2 separate regions of the Salmo salar genome follow, and region 1 is linked to region 2. A link is a contact called in public Hi-C data. All regions are on one chromosome and are shown on one strand. The core of a region is the stretch at or near the end of the contact, and the rest is flanking DNA. Distances in the headings are between cores, read along the strand shown.

The links. Hi-C and Micro-C count contacts between places; a contact is called where the count stands out from the background.
Region 1: a contact with region 2 is called in a Hi-C map of muscle, with 3 times the contacts expected there. The contact joins two enhancer-like sites. A contact is called at or near these places in 2 of 3 Hi-C or Micro-C datasets (gill and muscle).

The regions. Positions count from the first base shown.
Region 1 is chrssa15:41,840,048-41,844,974 of Ssal_v3.1, reverse strand. The region is part of intron 3 of LOC106571529 (protein enabled homolog); the gene reads right to left. Among protein-coding and RNA genes, the nearest start is that of LOC106571529, 45 kb to the right of the region's middle. Within about 2 kb of position 1,559, at least 1 of the 13 cell types and tissues checked has an H3K27ac peak or open chromatin away from gene starts, as enhancers often do. A contact at or near this core is called in muscle, where this site is marked.
Region 2 is chrssa15:41,750,245-41,755,240 of Ssal_v3.1, reverse strand. No RefSeq gene overlaps it. Among protein-coding and RNA genes, the nearest start is that of srp9, 29 kb to the right of the region's middle. Within about 2 kb of position 1,515, at least 7 of the 13 cell types and tissues checked have an H3K27ac peak or open chromatin away from gene starts, as enhancers often do. A contact at or near this core is called in muscle, where this site is marked.

The DNA.
Region 1 (4,927 bases), core at 310-2,809, 90 kb before region 2:
TAGCTGCAAAAACAAACTTCTTTTGGCTCAGGGATGCAGCTTGTTTCTATGACGGGCAACAGTAGGCCACACAGAACCACAGCTCCCGCGTTGTTCTCACACTGAGGAAGTAATGGTAACAGACACACTCGCCCTGTATTCTGCTCTGTCAACAGGCCATCACAACACGGTATTTATACCCCCAAAAAGGTGCCCATCAATAAATCTACCACTGGTCCCTCACACCATGCTGCCAGGCTGGGCTGTGTTGCTAGGGGTGTAGTGGGCAGAACGGGGGCTGCACAGGGCAATGGGTGGAGGTTTAGGGGGCCAGGGGACCCCCCAAAGAGAGGGACCCCACTGTGTCGAGTCAGACTGTGTTCAGCTGTTTGTCCCGGGGCTCAGATGGCCGTCTGTCAACATGAAGACCCAAACAGAAGCTGTGGAGTTTGTTACAGGACCACGTCTGAAAACCACTTTCCCTCTGCCTTTCAACTTGGTGCTTTGTAGCCTTACATGGCCCTTTCTCGCACACTGCCTCATTTCTCTTATGTCTCTTTTTCCTCTCTCTCCAGCAATCTGTCAACAGCCAGATGAAAAGGAGGGGATTACAGCCAGACCAGAACACTGACCGGCGCCCAGCGGCCTGACCGGACCTTCAGTCCAGTCCTTTTTTACCCATTTTAGGAGAGCAGAGAGAGGGAGGTAGACTGAGGACATCTGTCTGTATGGGCCTCTATGGGTTACAGAACATGACCGACACACACAGAGGGAGCTCAGGTCAAAGCCCAGAACTAACGTCCCTACTGCCCAACACATTCAGCACCACACTACAGCTCTTTGACTTGGGGATCAATGAGGTTGGACCTAGACATGGGGAGAACACAGTTGCTTTGGTGTGACCTGAGGAGGGTCACAGACAGGCTCCACCAGACTGATGTGTATTACCAGAAACCCTCGACCTTCCAAACATCACATGACCTCACCAGACCACAAACACTGCCTCGTCTCTGACGGTAACCGATCAATCCTTTGTCTTGGCGTGCGCACACACACACACACACACACACACACACACACACACACACACACACCCACACACCTTCTCGGCAAAGAGGACGAGAAACACACTCCCAGTGCTGTTCTGTTGCTGTTCTGACAATGGTTCAAATTACAGCACCTGGGGCTCCACGCTAAACACAGAAAAGGTGCAGTTTGGTTTGGACCGGCTGGTTTCTGGGTAAACCAAATTTCACATTTCCATACAGACAGTCAGATAGCTCATAGTTAGAATATGTACTCATCTGTCTGTCTGCGGGATACAACACCTCATCACAGGGCCTAAACAGAGGAAACATGAACTCTGAACCCATGACGTCCCTGATCTCCAGGAGTCCGCTCTGCCCTTTGTCCTGTGGCTCAGTCACTCATTTAGTGTTTTATCTGACTGGGAAGGAAGGTGACAACAGCCATTTATTTTAGAAAAGCCCACATGCCACACAATCTCAGGCAATAGCAGCACGGTAAGCAGAGACAGCTCTGGTGTCAGTGTCAGCCTAGCTCCGACTGCCTGCCATGTGATTCCCAACCACACATTTCACTCTGCTAAAATTAGACCAGATACTATAGAGACCCTAGAAACTCTAGGGATATAGGGAGAGAGGAGGGCTTTCTGGAAGTACAGTAGGAGACACGCATGTGCACATATAAAGCACACACACACACACACACTCATTCAAGAGAAAGAGCTACACACTTACACCAAAGGCAGTAAAATCCTGCACTGCCAGCAAAAGACAGAATCCTCCCCCTGCGTTTTTCTTCTCTCCTCCTCCCAAGCAGCAGCATCCGTTTTCCAGTGGAGGAACAATGGCGAGAGAGAGGCAGGATCAATCACAGTGCAGAGAATGCAACAGAACAGACAGCAGCTGGATCTACATTCAGCACAGGCCACAGGCAGAAGAGGCCTCAGTCAATCATGTCAACACTGGATTTAGCTAGCGGTGAAATAACAAGTATTATAAAAAGATAGCGTGAGTCCATTCCTCTCTTGTCCGGTGATGAACCCCAGTCCTGGGAGTGAATGATGTTGAGCCTCGTGTCATGGAAGGCTTATCTTGTCTAAAAGGGACACCTAATAGAACAGGAGTACCATCACATTGGATGATAAGAATAACACTGGAGTGCCTCTGCACAGTTCTACATACAACCAACAGGAGGCAGAGAAGAGCAGAAAATCACATCCATATCTTAACTACAGTTCTCAAAGTGCCTCTCAAACAAAGTTGCTCACGAACAGGGTTGCTGTAACTCAGCTGTAGCCTGTAACCGAACCTGTGTAAGTGTTCAGCTCCTCTCTGCACACCCCTGACGAGAACTACTGCACACAATACATGTTTCCATCTCAGTTAAGGACAAGTATAGGAGAAAGCTTGGCTGCACTGGGCCTCCAGTGGCGTGCCTTCAGTGGCGTGCCTTCAGTGGCGTGCCTTCAGTGGCGTGCCTTCAGTGGCGTGCCTTCAGTGGCGTGTCAGCCTGTTCCAGCCCTCTATGGTCGCTGAAACCCCATCCAGTCAGGCCTATCCAACACCATCAGGCCCCATCCGGCCCCATCACTGTGCTGGACTGTTGCTGCTGTAAACAGCTTACTGAACACAAAATGGGGCTCTGACTGAGGCTGGGCCAATTAGTGTCCCATCGTACCTCGCCTAGCCTTTTCCCTCTGCCAGCCTGGCAGGGCTTTGGTAGGGCCAGCATAACACTCTCTGCGTTATAAAGCCCGTGGCGCTCCAGCTCCCAGCCTCCATCCCAGTCTAGCCCATATGCAGCCTCAGTCTCGGCTCCAGAGCAGATCCCCTGCCGCGACAACCAGCCTCAGCCTCCAGCACCAAGTCTAAGCCCCCAACCAAACACAGGGGAATTCTGCAAACTCAGCACTGGAGGAGTTCAGCAAAAAGAATAACAGCTAACAACCCCCCTTCTCTAACGAGGGGAGAAAGAAAAACAAAGGAGAACAGCAGAGCGAGAGAGGAGGATAGAGAAGGGAAGGAAGGAGAGAGGAAGAGGGCGTCTGAGAGAAAAGCCCTTGGTTATGTCGTTATTAAGACAGCTCAGACTACAAACGTTGTTGCAAACAGACAGGGGAATTGGAGAGGACTGACACATCCTCACTCGCTCCCTCTCTCACACATACATGCACACGTTGAGGATATCCTTAGACTCCTTCAAAGTGCAAGCAGACCCCAGGGTCTCCTCCTGTCAGAGGCAGGCTGCAACAGGCAGGCTTTGATAGTGTGAGAACACCCACACCGCTGGAAATGTCATCACCATTCCCATAATCAAGCGCATCACTATTGGGTAATTAATACAGGCTAGAAAAGTTCAGTGAGAACCAAGCATTCAGCCTCAGGGAGAGATGAGGGCTAGAGGTCACTGGGGTAAACAGAGCCAGATACACTAGTCAGGGGATAAGCTAGTCGGGGACAAAGAGCTGAAGGACAGGGGGAGAGTCGGAGAGGGTGACAGGTAAGCGACAGGGGCAGAGGCAAGGAGGGAGGCAGGGTAAGGGACAGGGGTAGAGGCAGGGTAAGGGACAAGGGCAGAGGCAGAGGCAGCTAGGATATGCAATGTTCAGGGTTCTCATAACAACTGTGTTAAATATCATACTAATTTACCAAGAGATCTATATTTTTTGTAGCTGTCAATATACCGCCACACACCAATGCTGGCACTTAGACGGCACTAAACGAGCTATATAGGGCCGTAAGCCAACAAGAAAAAGCTAATCCAGAGGCAGTGCACGCAGGAAAAATAAAATCCGTTTTACCTACCATAATTTCCGGACTATTGAGCGCACCTGAATATAAGCTGCACCCACTGAATTAAAAAAAATATATATATAGTATTTTGAACATAAATAAGCCGCACGTGTCTATAAGCCGCAGGTGCCTACCAGTACATTGAAACAAATGAACTTTACACAGGCTTTAACGAAACACGGCTTGTAACAAAAATAAAAAATTGCAGTAAACAGTTGCCTACCAAGAAAGTCAGTCGTCACTATCCTCCTCCTCCTGTGCACTGAAACCACTGAAGTCATCTCCTTTCAAAAAAAATTGAAAGTGGGAAAAATCCATATATTAGCCGCGTCATTGTTTAAGCCGCGAGGTTCAAAGCCTGGGAAAAAAGTTGCGGCTTAAAGTCCGGAAATTACGGTAATTATGATAAGTGTACAATATTACGTAAAAATAAAATGTACATTACCGTGCAGTTTACCTATAAAAAACGGTGAAGTAGACATACTTGGTATTCATGTCACAAAATCTATAAATGAGCTCTCCACAATGAATTTCAATAGAAAACTTTAAAAAAATAGACAAGATCATGCAACTATGGAGAGGTAAACACCTGTATATTTATGGAAACATTTCATTGACTAACTCCTTAGTCATATCTCAGTTTACTCACTCATGGCGCTGCCTACTCCTGATTAGTTCTCAAATCATATGAGCCAAAAATATTTTGCTTTATCTGGGACGCTAAATCAAATCAAAGTTTATTTGTCACGTGTGCCGAATACAACAGGTGTAGGCCTTATAGTGAAATGCTTACTTACAGCCTCTAACCAATAGTGCAAAAAAACGTATTAGGTGAACAATAGCTAAGTAAAGAAGTAAAAAAAAACAGTAAAAGACTGAAAAACAGTAGCGAGGCTATAAAAGTAGCGAGGCTACATACAGACACCAGTTAGTCAGGCTGATTGAGGTAGTATGTACATGTAGATATGGTTAAAGTGACTATGCATATATGATGAACAGAGAGTAGCAGTAGCGTAAAGAGGGGTTGGCAGGTGGTGGGTGGCGGGACACAATGCAGATAGCCCAGTTAGCCAATGTGCGGGAGCACTGGTTGGTCAAGCCAATTGAGGTAGTATGTACATATGTACATG
Region 2 (4,996 bases), core at 266-2,765:
CTCCACTACAATGTGATGAAAGCACTGTAACAATGAGAGCCCTTTTTTTTTTACAAACAACCACAAGGCTATGTCACGTATACACTTAAGATAATACACTTATCTTTATCAACAACTTCTCATTGCTTGAATACAGGCATAGACAAAATATGATGTAAGACTATCGAGATGTTTGTTGTTGTCCTGGGATTAAACCTGCAGAGACAACATGGGCCACCTGAGTGCAGTGGAGTACATCATCATCAAGCGTGACATAGGTGGGAGAATGACCTTAGAGCAGTAACAAATCATTATGAATTATATAAATCATACTTACCAAATACAGGTTTTTGAATTATGTATAAATATGTGCAATTAGAATACATGTGTTTGTTTCAAGACACTCAGTGAGTGCACAACCCTTGCGGAATGAACCTGCATAATTTTATTTAAGTAGGCAAGTCAGTTAAGAACAAATTCTTTTTTACTTTGACGGCCTAGGATCAGTGTGTTAACTGCCTAGTTGAGGGGCAGAAATACAGTTTTTTGTTTTTTTACCTTGTCAGCTCGGGGATTCTATGAAGCAACCTTTCGGTTACTGGCCCAACGCTCTAACCACTAGGATACTTGCCGCCCCATAGCCCTGTCGAGTTGTCAACATTAACGAAACATCGGATGTTAGAATTAATGTGACAAATACATTTAATTATATCATTGTCGTGGATAATCCCAAAATAATGCCAAAAAAAATTACAATGATTTAAAACCTATTGACCGTAGCATACACAACCATAGGGGAAATGTTTCTTTCTGGAGGCGTGTGTAGGTGTGACATTGTATGAAATCATTTGTTTTTCAGTAAACCCTGTAATAAGCAACCACTGACAATTGCGCACTACATGCCTTGCTATTTGACATGCAAGGAGGCAACATCCATATCGACATTGCTGCACAGTAATTTGCTGTACATACAGAATATAAAACCATTTGTGCAAGACAAACTACCAAATAACCAAACGAATAACCTGCATTTTATCGCTTCCGAATAGAAACGTTGGACATATAGCTTCACTAAAAGTTAGCTGTGTGAATTTACTTAGATTTTGGAATCATGTTGCACCCTTCAATGCTTTTTTTAAATCAAGACTTTTATCAATTACTCACCTCATGATGATTCTGTCACAGGCCTAAAATAGTCTATTCGTCGAGGGCTTAAAATGTTATTTGACTGATGACTTATCTCGCAATAGTTTTCAGAAAGTTCGCACTTGAATATGTCACAAAATAAGAATATCAATGTAACGCCGCAGAACGAATTTAGTTCACAGTTACATCCAGTAAAGTAAAAAAAAAAAAATGTTTTAAATGATTTATCCTACATGATCTAGTGCATCGCGTCAACGTTTATGAAATTCTAATGAAAGAAAAGAGAAGAAAACAATGGTTTTCACTGCTGAGACTCCAGTCTTTCATGTAGCGGCAGCGTGCCGCTGGGATCCCGGTCTCTCTGCTTCAACAATGACGCAAAGCTTTTCTAAACTACGTGAAGTACGTAGAGACGTACAGAATATACAGGGCGACACCATAGAGATGTATAGAGGACTCTAGTTCCCAAAAACTCATTATAACATGGGCAGCGCCATCGAGGACTTTCACCATTTTGAAGTAGTCAACTGGCTGAGACTTCCTATGTGTTAATGAAGGATAACATAATTCCATCCAGGTTAGCCAATGCATTATACTTATGAGCAAAAGCTGAATTCCATAACTGCAGATGGCAGTAAATCGCCAACCTTGACAATATACCTGTTCAAACAACACACTCCAGGTGGCAGTATGCACCCTTTCAGTTTGTTTACCAACTTATAAAAGTAGTAGAAGAAGAAAATGGACTACTTAAAATGTTGGTTACTTCAATGGCGCTGCCCTTGTGCTCACACAGCAAAAATGGGACAGATACAACATTGAGATCTCTATACGTTTTTATGGGCCACACCCCCTGGGATTATTGAGAGCTCAAAACGCAACAGAGATAGTGCAAACGTTATTTTATACCTCAAGGGGTGCAAGTGCCCCCTTGCGGGATTTTTGAATGAGACATTTATCGGCGTGTAATAAGAAAACCTCAGTGCGCCACTATGTGGATGTCGCTTATTATTGTCCCCCACGATGAAATCTATGGAGGATTAAACCTGCCATAATTATAAATAAATACACGCACATATAAATAGATAAATAAATGAATGAATACATAAATCCACACATAATCAAATAAACGAGAATACAAAAATACTGACCAAAATTAATTAATTCTCTACATACCTGTATGTATTTAATTATGTATCTGTGTATTATCTAATTATTCAAACTTTAATTCATTCTATTATTTTAAATATGTATTCATTCATTTATTTATGTATTTCTTCCTCCAATATGATAATGAGGGGGTGTCAATCAAAATGTCTGTGGGTGGTATCACAGTGGTGTATGAGATCGTCAGTTTCTTGGCAACTTCTCGCATGGAATAGCCTTCATTTCTCAAACAAGAATAGACTGGCGTGTTTCAGAAGAAAGGTCTTTGTTTCTGGCCATTTTGATCCTGTAATTGAACCCACAAATGCTGATGCTCCAGATACACAACTAGTCTATAGAAGGCCAGTTTTATTGCTTCTTTAAACAGAACAACAGTTTTCAGCTGTGTTAACATAATTTCAAAAGGGTTTTCTAATGATCAATTTGCCTTTTAAAATGATAAACTTGGATTAGCTAACACAACGTGCCATTGGAACACAGGAGTGATGGTTGCTGATAAAAGGCTTCTGTACGCCTATGTAGATATAACATTAGAAATCAGCTTTTTCTAGCTAGAATAGTCATTTACAACATTAACAATGCCTACACTGTATTTCTGATGAATTTGATGTTATTTTAATGGACAAAAAATGTGCTTTTCTTTAAAAAACAAGGACATTTCTAAGTGACCCCAACCTTTTGAACGGTAGTGTATATCTCTGAGCCTCTCTAGCCTCTCTCTGCACCTGGCATCCACCAAATGCTGCACTATGTTCCCCTCCACAATTACAACACTTAACCTTCACAATGCTCCCACATTCACTGTAATCATGTCCCTTCCACACTTAGCACATCTTTTCTTTCCTTTACCCTGAACAGCTACATGTCCCATTCTTTGGCATTTAAAACACCGCAATGGAGAAGGGACAAATTCTCTGACATTGAAACTAAGGAATCCTATCTGTACTTTTCCAGGCAAAACCTTCTCAAACCTCAGCATCACTGATAAGCGTTCACTTCTTTGACCCTCTTTCCTACTGATCAACCTTTTGGCCTCAATCACTCTACCTTCCTTCACATTTTCCTGAATATCATCTATGGACGTATACAGTGCATTTGAAAAGTATTCAGACCCCTTGACTTTTTCCACATTTTGTTACGTTACAGCCCTATTCTAAAATGGATGAAAGAAAAAAATCCTCATCAATCTACACACATAAACCCCTATTAAAAATAAAAAACTGAAATACCTAAGTATTGAGACACTTTGCTATGAGATTCAAAATTTTCCTCACATGCATCCTGTTTTCATTGATCATCCTTGAAATGTTTCTACAACTTGATTGGAGTCCACCTGTGGTAAATTCTATTGATTGGACATGATTTGGAAAGGCACTGTCACGACTGTCGTAGAAGAGAGAGGACCAAGGCGCAGCGGGTTGCGTGCTCATCATTATAATTTATTAAATAAATGTGAACACGGAAAACAAGAACACAAAGAACGACAAACCGACAGTTTTACAGGCTGAATACTAGCAGTGCAAAATCAACTACCCACAAACAAACAGGTGAACACAAGCTCTTAAATATGGCTCTCAATCAGGAACAACGATGAACAGCTGTTCCTGATCAAGAGCCACACGGACCAACAAAGAAATACACACACTAGAAAAACCTAGAATACAAAAACCAGAACATACACCAAAACCCCAGAATACATAAATAAAACACCCCTCTACAATACACATAACCCCCAAACCACATAAAACAAATACCCTCTGCCACGTCCTGACCAACCTACAAATACAAATAACCCCTATACTGGTCAGGACGTGACAGGCACACACCAGTCTATATAAGGTCCCACAGTTGACAGTGCATGAGGTCGAAGGAATTGTCCGTAGAGCTCAGAGACAGGATTGTGTTGAGGCACAGATCTTGGGAAAGGTACCAAAAATGTCTGCAGCATTGAAGGTCCCCAAGAACACAGTGGCCTCCATCATTCTTAAATGGAAGAAGTTTAGATCCACCAAGACTCTTCGTTGAGCTGGCCGCCCGGTGGAACTGAGCAATCGGGGGAGAAGGGCCTTCCTGGGGAGGTGACCAAGAACCCGATGGTCACTCTGACATAGCTCAAGAGTTCATCTGTAGAGGTGGGAGAACCTTCCAGAAGGACAACCATCTCTGCAGCACTCCACCAATCAGGCCTTTATGGTAGAGTGGCCAGACAGAAGCCACTCTTCAGTAAAAGGCACATGGCAGCACGCTTGGAGTTTGCCAAAAGGCATCTAAATGACTCAGACCACGAGGAACAAGTTTCTCTGGTCTGATGAAACCAAGTTTGAACTATTTGACCTGAATGCCTAGCCTCACTTCTGGAGGAAACCTGGCACCAGGGAGATGGGAGACTAGTCAGGATCGAGGGAAAGATGAACTGAGCAAAGTGCAGAGAGGTCCTTGATGAAAACCTGCTCCAGAGTGCTCAGGACCTCAGACTGGGGCAAAGGTTCACCTTACAACAGGACAACAACCCTAAGCACACAGCCAAGACAACGCAGGAGTGCCTTCGGGACACGTCTCTGAATGTTCTTGAGTGGCCCAGCCAGAGCCCGGACTTGAACTCGATCGAATATCTCTTGAGAGACCTGAAAATAGCTGTGCAGTGACGCTCTCCATGCAACATGACAGAGCTTGAGAGGATCTGCAGAGAAGAATGGGAGAAACT